2 separate regions of the Sus scrofa genome follow, and region 2 is linked to region 1. A link is a contact called in public Hi-C data. All regions are on one chromosome and are shown on one strand. Each heading gives the region's core, a stretch centred on a gene start, on an enhancer-like site or on the middle of the called end of the contact. The rest is flanking DNA. Distances are from core to core; before and after follow the strand shown. Region 1 holds the start of C2CD2 (C2 domain-containing protein 2). Region 2 holds the start of ABCG1 (ATP-binding cassette sub-family G member 1).

The links. A called contact is a pair of places that touch in the nucleus more often than the background predicts.
Region 2: a Hi-C map of embryonic fibroblasts shows a contact between it and region 1, with 1.6 times the contacts expected there. The contact joins the promoter of ABCG1 here to the promoter of C2CD2 in region 1. A contact is called at or near these places in 3 of 47 Hi-C or Micro-C datasets (embryonic fibroblasts, liver and skeletal muscle) and 1 of 2 datasets of contacts at active chromatin or transcription factors (alveolar macrophages).

Annotation. Positions count from the first base shown.
Region 1 is chr13:205,311,224-205,316,988 of Sscrofa11.1, reverse strand. It overlaps C2CD2 (C2 domain-containing protein 2), which reads left to right and starts at 3,121. Exons shown (of 14, transcript XM_003358976.4): 1 at 3,121-3,790. The coding sequence starts at 3,518.
Region 2 is chr13:205,559,960-205,565,381 of Sscrofa11.1, reverse strand. It overlaps ABCG1 (ATP-binding cassette sub-family G member 1), which reads right to left and starts at 3,485. Exons shown (of 15, transcript XM_021071021.1): 1 at 3,283-3,485. The coding sequence starts at 3,324.

The DNA of each region.
Region 1 (5,765 bases), core at 1,872-4,371:
ACCCAGGCCCCTCCCCAGTCTGCGTGTGCATCTTTTGGCCAAGATGGATTCCAGAGCAAAGGGTTCTGGGACGGTGTCAGGACTTCTTATGGCCTGACGCCCCCTCCCTCTTTGACCCTGAGGGGGTCTTTCTGTGCACGTGGAGTTGGGGAGGGCTCCTGGACGCAGGGGTGATTGAAGGGTCATCTTATCTTTTTATTCCAACAGAGCTCAGCTCCCGTCATTAACTTTCTCCTTGACGTGTCAAGGAGAAACAAGGCCCAGTTTACTCCGCCTAACAAGTCCCAGCTGGTTTCTTCCCCCCTCCTCCTGCTTTTTAGGGCTGCACCTGTGGCTTATGGAGGTTCCCAGGCTAGGGGTCGAATCAGATCTGCAGCTGCCAGCCTCCACCACAGCCACAGCGACGCCAGATCTGCAATCCACTGAGCAAGACCGGGGATCGAACCCAAGTCTTCATGGTCACTAGGTGGGTTGTTTCCGCTGTGCCACAACGGGAACCCCCAAGCCCCAGCTGTTGTCAGCCCAGGGGCCCATCCATCTTCTACCTCAAGTTGAAGGGACACAGGATGGAGAAGACAGCACGCAGGGAACAGAGAACGTGCCATGTGCTGGGGAAAGGCTGCCATTCCTGGAGACAGACCGTGCGCTATCTTTCACACCCTGGATGGATGGAACCTGGGGCGGGTGACGCGGGGCAGGGAGCAGAAGCAGGGGCGCCTGCTCCTGCCCAGAGGTTTACAAGGTGTTTTGTTGACCCTGCATGTCTTGGCCACCTGCGTTTTCCTGTAAGCCCAAGGCATTCCTCATATTCCCTCAACTCGCTTCTACACAGAAGTAATTCGATATTTATATGTTTACCTTCCCTTTGAAAAAAACTTAACAGCAGTGTGATGAATTCCACAGCAGGGGTGGTTGTTAGTTTATCGTGTGTCACAAGCCTCTAAATGAGCCGGTGGGGTGAGCAGGCCTTGGAGACATGGCTGCAGAGGAATGAGACTGGTTCCACCTGTCCCCCGGGCGGGGGGTGGCTGCCTCCTTCCTGCTGCCCAGCCAGTGCGCATGTGCACACGGGCCCTCACGCTGGACCAGGGGAGCCCCGGAGGTCCAGGTATCCTGGCTCGGCTGCCAAGGGGGCCAGCCTGACTTGGGTTATTTGACTGCATAGATCCGGCTACAGACCAGAGGATAATTAGATCTTTCCCCCAAACAAGCTGAGGTTTCTGCGTGAAGGGGGAATTCCTCCCAACCCTTCACAGCCTGTGGGCTGGAGGGACAGGTAACTCTCAGGAAGGTGGCGGGGTCATTCTGTTTCCCTGCCCAGTAAGGGCTGAGTCTCCCCGGGCCCAGCCCAGCTGGACAAACCAATGGATTGACCTGCCTGCCAGATTCCCGTGCTGTTCCCCGCGAGGGCTCTGGGTCCACCCACCTCCCAATTCCTTCCTCCTTCTCAAAGAAAATCAGCCCTTGGGAGCAAACTCCCACTGCCCCCCCGCCCCCAGCATCAAACTGGTCCACCCTCCTCTCCCGGCCTCTAGCCTCTAAGCCAGAAACATCCTCTCCTGCAAGGAATGATTTTCTCTCCCAGCCAAGCCCTAGACCTACTTTAAACCCTTCTCGTGGACTCTTAGGATCACCTTCTAGCTGGTCTCTCTGCCCGATCCCACTTCCCTCCAATCCAGCCTCCACTTGCTGCCGGGAGCGGGCTTTGTAAAATGCCGTCTTTTCGTTCTGTGCTTATGATGGATTGTTGCCTCTCCTTTTCTGTGGCACCGTCTACTGTCCATAATTTAGGTGCCCCAGGTGCAGACTCCACCCCCCCACCTCCTGGCCACCCCCAACCCTCACACCACCCCCTGCCACGCTAAGCCTCAGGATACTGACCCACCTGCAGGCCCCAGGGCCTTTGCACATGCACAGACTTCTTCAATATGCCAGTACCCCGATCTCCCCCCTTTCCAGCCTGGCACCTCTCCCTCAGCTTTAATCCTTGGTATCCAGGGCAGATCATCACAGCATCTGTGGTTCTCTGCTCTACTGCTCCCAGGGTTTTTTGCATAATAGGTGTCAATAAATGCCAGTAGGCTTGAGCCAGATCTAGATCCTAAGCTCCATCTGCCAAACTGGTCTGTCTTCTCAGCAATCTCTCCTCTGAGCCGGTTCAAAAGCTTCTCTTTACCTAGTGCTGGGCAGGGGCCAAGGAGGAGCTGGGGAGGAATGACTGAGGACCCTCTGCTGCAAGGGCAGGGCCAGAATCCCCGCTGATGGGCAGACTCTGGCTAGGTAAGGGAAGGCCAAGTGCCCAGCTTAGCCAGCGCAATTCAAGGTCAAGTCCCCTTCACACAGCTGCAGAAGTACAAGCAAACCACTAGCTTATGAGTTAGGCTTTTCATTAGGCCTTAGAAATCTCGGGCTAATGTTCCGAGGCCTTTCCTAATGATGGGGCTGACTCTTCAAGGAGAGGGGCACCGGGAACGTGCCACACACGGGCACACGCACAAACTTCTTAATGGGTATTTTGCGGAGCCCCTCCATGGGGTGATCTTAGCAGCTCTTTTTTCAAGGGCGAGGGGTGGGTTTCTAGGGACTTTCCAAGTATGTTAGGAGCAGAAACCAGACACTGTCTTGCTGATGGGCACACAGCGATCCCAGAAGTCACCCTTCCACACGTACCCGCGCACACACACATGCACACATACGCGTGCACACGCGCTCACGGAAGCCCAGCCAGCCTGCCCCGCTGTAACCCCGGGGTCGGGCTGGCGAATAGGAAAGTCCCGCGCTTCCGCGTCGCCAAGCCGGGAACCTGCCAGCTCAGGAGGATGCAGAGCGCGGCGCCCGCCCCGCCGCCGCGCCGCCACACCCAGCAGACGCGCGCACGTGGCAGGCCCGGGCCGAGGCCGCGACGGGGGCGGGGCCGCCAGGGGAGCGGGCCGCTGGGCCTTTAAGGGGACGGGCGGGGCGGGCCGCGGTCGGGGAAGCGCGGGGCCGACCCGGGCGCCGGGGAGGCCCAGGCCCCGCCCAAGGCCCCGCCCAAGGCCCCGCCCCGGCTCCCGCCGCGGCCCGGGCCCCGCCCCCGCCCCGCAGGCCGCGCCCCCTCCCCCGCCCGGCGGCCGGAGCCTCCTCTGGCCGCTGTGGGGCCGCCGGCGGGACGCCCGGGGCGGCGCGCGCAGGAGGAAGCGCGCCTGGCCGCGGCCCCGGGAACTGCCCAGACGCCCGAGTCGGGAACGCGAGCCGCCGCGTCCCCATTTGCCAGGTGTGCGGGGTTGGAGACGCAGTCCCGGGCCGCGGCTGCCGTGCGCCGGCCGGGCTTTTCCTCCCGCTCACCCCGCCCGGCTTCCCGGCGCCCGGGGCCGCTCCGCCAGCCGCCCGGCTCCGGCTCGCCGCGCCCCCTCCCCGCCCTCCTTGAGCCCCGGCCGGCCGTGAGCTGATGTCCTGAGCTCGCCGCCCGCGGGCTCTGCGCCCGGCCGGGGACTGCCCGGGAAGTTGGGGCGAGGCGCGCCGGGTATGCGCCATCACCATGTCCAGCCTGGGCTCGTGGCTCGGAGAGGTCCAGTGGCTGGTCTTGGTGGGGCTCTTCGTCGTGGCCCTGGGCACGGTGGGCCTGTACCTGGCGCAATGGGCGCTGGCCAGCGCGCGACCCCGCTCTCCGAGGCGGGCGGCGGAGCCTGGCGAGGGCCAGCGCCCCGAGTCGGATGCGCTGCTCGCCTGGATCCTGACGCTGAACAGCTGGAGGAGCCAGTGGCAGGCCGCCTGGGTGACCGCCCTGAACGATGAGGCCAAACGGAAAGGGGTGAGTTTCTGTGAGGGCCCGTCGTGCGGTGGGGTCGGGTGCGGTGATCTCGGGGTGCCGGTTCAGGGCTAGCTCGTCTTCCCTGAAGCCTCACCACAAGCTCTTGATTGATTCAAGCAGCAGGGCATCCTTGAAAGTTAGGAGAAAGACCTTGCAGAGTTGAAGCCCCGTGATGAGGAATCAAGACAACAGGGTCCGATTTTATCCCCCAAATAGGAGGTGTGGGGGGCCCTAAAATTCGCCCGCGGGATAGACTGGCTGTTGGAGAGACTCGTCAGGCGGACTTCGTCCCCTCGTAGCTCATACCTGCCTTTCCTGAAGTCCCAGGTGGAGTCCAGTATTCAGTTGGGCACTTAACTGCTTTTGCATCAGATACGCGAATAACTGTGAACCTAATCACTTCCGTCTATGGAGCTGAATTTCACCCAGAATGTGTTTCCAAAAGGTTTGCATTCCTACGAGTTTAAATTAGTGACTCGCGGGCCAGCCACTTGCCACACACGCACTGGGGCCTTTAGGTACACATGTCGTCTCTGAATCGTCCCAACTCCTGGGACAAAGGCAATGTCAAACATTTTGCCGTGGGGGCAACTGAGGCCTGGAAAAGTTAGGTAACCTGCCCAAGGTCACCCAGCCTGTGGGTGGGAGAGCGAGGATGTGAGCCCAGCTACCTCCTACCTCGAACCTCAGGCGCTGATGACAGGACTCTGCCGCCTCAGGCTCCTGTGGTTGTTCCTTGTCTGGTTGATGCCTTGGTGCTTTATTTTTACTTTCAAGACATCTTGCTTTAATGGCAAGCTCCTGGCACCTGCTATTTCCAAGCTTTCCATAGGAGGACTTTGGGCCTGATGGGTTTGGCGCACTACCTCCCAGCCTTTGCTGGTCCTCCCTGCCCCCAGGTGCATATATTCTGCAGCTGCTTGAGAGCTCCATGGAGAGGCCTGTGGCCTTTTGCTTTGGACATAGCGAGTGCTCTGTGTCTGGGCCATCTGCCTTCGCAATGTCCCACGCTGGGCCCTCAGCCTTGGTGCCGTGGCCGTGGCCCACATAGCCATGGATTTAAGAAGCAAGTGTTTGGAGCGTGAATGAGCCTCAGTCCAACTGAAGACTGTGTTCTGGACTCTGGGAAAAATAACTGTACCTTTTGGATGAACAAAAGCCTTCGGAGTTCCCATTGTGGTGCAGAGGAACTGAATCCAACTAGGAACCATGAGGTTGCAGGTTGTATCCCTGGTTTCGCTCAGTGGGTTAAGGATCTGGCATTGCCGTGAGCTGTGGTGTAGGTCGTGGATGAGGCTCGGATCCTGAGTTGCTGTGGTTGTGGTGTAGGCCGGCAGCTGCAGCTCCGGTTAGCCCCTAACCTCCATGTGCCCTGAGTGCGGCCCTAGAAAAGACAAAAAGACAAAAAAAAAAAAAAAAAAAAAAAAAATAATCCTTCAAGGTCATTTGTCTGCTGGCTGCCATGGTGCCTGGGATTGGTGCCCCAGCCACCAGCACTGGACAGCTAGCTCTTCACAGGAGCCACCCATCATCTCGTAGGCATGAGAGCCGTGTGACCTCAGCTACGTGAGCAAACACAGATTTGTTTCCCCACGAAGCTGCTGGCATTGACCCCTGGCTGACCCAGTGTCCCCGGCCGCAGTCCTGGGGCCGGGTACACTGCAGGCTGGAGTTAGGAGCTGATGAAGAGCCTGTCCCAGCTGGATGAGGCAGGGGACGTGGTGTGGGCCGCTGAGGCTGCTTCTCACCCTTCTGGGGGCTGTAACACACAGGCCTGTTGGTGAGTGATCTGGAGGGTCCTGGTGGTCTCACCCTGGGACCCCCGAGTCCGCCAGAGGCATGGCCCGCCTTCCTGGGAGTTTGGGACAGTCATGCTTTGTTCCCTGACATTTCCTGACTGGCTTAGAACCTGTGATTGCTTGCACATTGCCCGTGTGCCTGGCACGCCGGAGAGAACAGAGGCGATCCCTGCTCC
Region 2 (5,422 bases), core at 2,236-4,735, 250 kb before region 1:
TTGGATCAGCAATTCCCAGTTACAACGTGCCCATTAAACTCCCATGAAAAGATTGCTCCTCTTAGAGACGCCTCAACTCCACACTCCATTTCACATAGAGACCACCTCCACACTCCATTTCACAAGACCCCACCATTAAAGAGTGGCCAAGCTGCAGCCCAGCTGTGTGCAGCTTCCCCGTCTGCCCCATCCTGCCAGCCAGGATCCCTAACCTGCCCCATCCTCCCAGCCGGTATCCCTAAGAGCGCTTGCATTTGGCTTAGCTTTCTACAGACAAGGTGCAGTGGCCTCTGGGTCATCCCAGCCTCTGTGCATTACAGGGAAACCACACAAGTGACAGGGAAGCACACCAGCCCATCGCCAAAGAAACCAGCACCAAAGCAGGGCCCACCATCACCCACTGTCCCTCCACGGGTATCCAATTAACAAAATCCTGCAATCCTGTCTGACGGGAGGCAGTGGCTGTCACTCTGAAATAGACCAGCTCTCTGGAAACACATCCTCAGATGAGAGCGGCCGGCGATGTAGGTTACAGCTAGCTTGTCCTTAAGCCTCCTGAGCTCATTAAAAATGAAACAATTACATCTTCCCTCCCCGCTCATTCCCTTTCCTTGTTAGCTTCCCTCTCTTGCTGATGTGTGGTCTTTGACACACCTCCCCCCCACCCCGCAATGTGTGCTGCCTAATAAATGGTAAATAATGGTGAGTCTGCTTACAGGTGTTGAAATCAAGGAGACCCTATTTTGATTCTCCCGCTGCTGGCCGCTAGTGAGAAAGTTTTCCATTTAAATGCTAGTATATGGAGATGCTGGTTTAGCTGGGAAGGGTCTCACACAGTCAGCAAGCCCCCGGGCCATTGGAGACTGGTTCACTCTCTTTCCCCAGAAGCATAGTTAGAGATAGGAACTTCTTCCACAGCATCTTGGGGATGGGAGGGGAGGGAAGAGGAACATGCAGGCTCCAGACCCTGACATGCATTCTCTGACTTCTCTCACTACTGCCAGCTTTGGTGCCCAGCTAGACCAGCAGACTCTGCAGCTGGAGAGCAGATCCTTCCCTGAGCCCTGGGCACAAAAGACGAAAACATACAGGTCCAGAATCCTCAAGGCCACTCACTGCCTAAGGGAAATAAACCCAAATGTCACATCCTTAACTAAGCAAAGGGGGGATGTCACTTGCCTGGCCACTCAGGATGCCAAAGTCATCATCTTCAAAATCTAGCCTCAAACAGCTAACTACCAATCCCAGTGGGAGCCCGTGCCCACCCCACCCGGCCCAGCTCAGGAACTCCAGCACACTGCCTGGGTGCTTCTCTCACCCTTCCAGGCACCTGCTCCAGATGCATAGCTGGCAGTCAGCCTCAGGCTGGACCCCAGAGCAAAGCTTAGTATTCCAGGGAATCTCTGAAAGGCTCTGTTTGGGACTTGGATAGGATTTTTTTTTTAATTAAAAAAAAAAAAGCGTGAAGTTTTCAGGGAGAAAAGTGATTTTCACATAAAACAATGTTCCCTTAAAAAATGAGCCTAACTAGGAGCACCTCCAAGTGACTCAAACACTTGCATTCTGGGGCTATATTGAACCGTAATGTAACATCCACGAAACGCTGACATAAAACATCTGTACCTTAGAACATTGAGCCGCTGTTTTTCCGCATGTAGGAGCTACTTTTGCAGCTCCGAAAGGGCTTCAAGAGTTACCCGGCATCTTCAAGATCTGAAACTTTCTTTACCCACAACTAACAATAATAATCTCCTTACTTTTCCATAACCACCATAATTTAGGAATCCCAAAGAAATGAACAAATGTGAAATGAAGAATTGCTACGTGTTCCACAAAATGTCATGAGGAGGGGACTGGCATTTTTGTTTTGTGATTCCTCTTATACACAAGAAGCTAAGTATGGGGTCTAGGCAGTGTGTGCCCAGAGATGGGACCTGGCCCCCGGGGGCGGGGGCTCCCCCTGCCCCCAGCTTCTTCCTGCTCTATCATCTACCAACCTCCTTGATGGGTCTGCGGCCCCATTCTATCGGTTTACACAAAATCATTATATAATGAGCTGGCGAGGCTGGGTATGTTCTACAGTAACCTGTTTGGAATCACAGGATGCAGTTGTCAGAGTAGAGCATGCGCAGAAACCCGGCTACTTTTTTTTTTTTTTTTTTCCTCTTGAGCTCAAGGCAAGAGGTAACTGTCGGTCAAACCCTGCTGAGCCCTGCTGACTTCAAATAGAGGATGCTAAAAATGAAATAAAAGCAAGGGATGGGGGCAAAAACCGATGTGTACACTGTGGGGTGACAGCTCATGGAAAGTAACTAGCAGGATAGTAAATACACAGACAAATGAGAGAAGAGGGATGGATAGGGAGGGTGAGAGGGGTTGGAATATGGAATACTTTCTGTTTGTACTTTAGATGACCTGAAATCAGTCCAGAAGTACCTAACTGCACTGTGGGCGTGCTAGGCATAAAAATGAAAGGCTCTAGAACGCGTGAGACGAGGGTTAGTTTGCTTTTTTCTAATGTGAGTTTATAGAGCTGTTTTAAAGGAGCAAGAGGAGAGTCTTAACCATTCACATGAAGAGCACTTGCAGTGACTGTGCCCAGCAGCGAATTCAGCTGCAGCCGGTGGTCCCTTTACGGAGCTGGCGCCCTTGGGGAGAGTGAGATGCGCACCTCTGCCCCCACCCTGGTCTCTCCCCAGGATGCAGAAATGTGGCTGGAGTGTCCAGGCTGGACCCTCATCCGCGTCCGCTGCTCCCTCCAGAGCAGGTCCTGGAGAGGCTTTCCCCTGACAAAGGGGCAGCACAGGCTCTGGCTTCCCGGATCACCTCCTTCTTTTGTTCCCCCAGACCGTGCCGGAGCTCCAGAGAGTAAAGGAAGAAGCGCCCGCTCCCCAGGCTCTGGCTGTGCGCGCCGGCAGAGGGATCGGACCCCCTTTCCTTCTGGCCCAGGCTGCCGCCCATCCCCAGTACCCTCGGGGTTCCAGGCCCGAGGCCCCTCACCGGGAGGCGGACGAGGTCAAGGCTATTTCTCCAATGTGGGGACTGCCGGTCTTCTCCCTCCCTCTCTTGCGCCCCCCTCCCCCGCCCCCCGCCTTCTCCCCCGTCCTAGGCTGCAAGGAGCATCTTGAAGCGCCAGGTGGCCAGGACAGGGGGCGATGGGAATCGGGCGCCTCCCCCGGGGCTCGGAGGCAAGTGTCAGGATGCGGGTGCGGGTCTTTGTGCGTTTCTTATTCTCCTAGAGAACAGAACCAAGCTCCGGGGGCGAGGGATGCGCTCACTCACCATGGCGGTGCCGACCGAGAAAGCGGCCATCAGACAGGCCATGCCCCGGGGCGGAGGCGGCGGCGGCAGCGGCGGGGACGAGGCTGCAGGCGACGAGGACCGGCGGAGGGCACGAGGTTGCGCTCGCCCCAGGGTCGGCTGCTGAGCCCAGCGCGGGATCCGGCTCCAGCTCTGCTGCTGCCAGGGCCGGGCCCCGCCCACGACCCGCCCGCGCCGGCCCCGCCCACGACCCGCCCTCTACCCGCCCACGACCCGCGATTGGCCAGCTCTCGCGGGCGGGGCGGAGCCGGCAGGTGCGCGTGCTCTTGTTTTGCTCCTGCGGGGGCGCGGCTGGCCCAGCCTCTCCTGCCTGAGCCCCGTGCCCCGGAGTTTGGAAACTCGCGAGGGTCGGGCCAGCGGCGACAGTCAGCGGGGGTCCCCCGCCAGGACCGTCACCTCCAAGCCTGCCGTGCTGTGCCTCGTGGGACCAGGGGAGGCCTCTGGGGAGGGAGAGTGGAAGGCAAGGGAACTTCTGCTTTCTTTCTTCGTTGTTGGGCCCCTCTCTGCCAGGAGGAGCGTGAGAACCAAAGAAGGACGGTCGCTCCGACGCCGGCAGTACAGCTCCACATCGAGGCTAGCCCCCCACAGGCAACGCACTCATTCATGCCACACTGAGGCTGTGTGCCAGACACAGAGCTGGGTAACAAAGGGGAGCTTAGGAAGATACCCAGGCGTATGTCCTCCCGTGGCTCTCACCTCTGCGGCCCAACAAAAAAAGAAAAGGCTTTTTCTTTTTTCTTTTCTTTCTTCTTATTTTTTCTTTTTTCCTGTAGATGTGGTGTTTCCAGTACTTGGCCCAGAGCTGTGCTCACGTAACTGCATAAGGAATGACACTTTGGGCACCCTCTCCCTTGGCCCCAAACAGGAATATCAGATGGCCTGGCATCTGCTAAAACACCTATTATATGTAAGTGGGACCACTTCCTGGTAACCATGGTGATAAGACATTCCTTACTCGCAAACAGAGGCTAATGTTTTTATTCAGCAGTTTGCAGGTGGGGCCCGCAGGGAAGAATGCAACTCTCCTTACCTCCAGCACACCTGGTTTGTTCCTCCTCGCAGCCTCTGAGATGAGCAAAGCCCCCGTCTTTCTCCTCATCCAGAAAGGGAGCATGACTTCTCATGCCAGGCAGATGAGCTTCCCACCCCAGGGCTGACGACCATAGCCAAATTCTCCCCTAAACCAAAGGAGAGAGAGGAGGTAGAACATGTGAGTTCAAGGGCAAGACGGCCCAGCTTTGGTCTGCAGGGTTTCACGTGAAGAGTCCCTGCATCACCTCCATTCTATTGTTAGGAAATAGGACTGGAGTATTTCCAGGTGCCACTCTCTGCATGCTGGGCCCACGAGGGGCGTAGTGCCTTAAACGTGCTGAACAGCAAACTCTGAATGTTATCAAAAGAGGATTCAAATCCACAAACCTGCAGTGACCCTCCAGTGGGAGGCACTTCCTGTCTCAATAGGCTGCCCGTACCTGCCTTAAGTAGTTGTGGCTGGCAGGCGATCCCTGAGTGAGATCCCTGTGTTCCACAGTCCACAGCATCCGTGAGCCCCATCTCTGCACGTGAGGCTGCGAGCTATTCCATCATGGCGCCATATTTCTCTTCAGGCCTTCGTTCCCCTGAACCAAACATTCCTGGTCCCTCTGACATCACTGTGGACAAGATGCCCCTTCATCCTGCTCATCTTTCTCTGCGTGGGTTCCGTGTTCTCCATGTCCCCTGTGACACATGGGGTCCATCACTGAACGCCTGGTCAGGGTCTTCCCTCCCCTCGCTGACGAGCACCTGCTCCCTGGCTCTGCTCCAGTCATCGGTAAGGACATGCTTTCCCTGCCGCAGAACCTGCTACCTGGTATCCTGGGGCAAGCGGGTGGATGGACTCAACCAGCAGCTGACTATATTCACTTTCCTTGGACTTCGGTAGTTTCACTTGCCTGGTTGGCACTGTAGCCCCCAAATTCCATTTTAAAGAGTGTCCAATTTATTTCTGCTAAGCATCAAGCCCCTGAGGCTGGGAAATGGCCTCGGGTGCAAGGATTCTGCTCTTAATGGCGGAGGAGGGGGCTGGGGTACAGGTGGCCTTGTGGCAAGCCTGTGGATT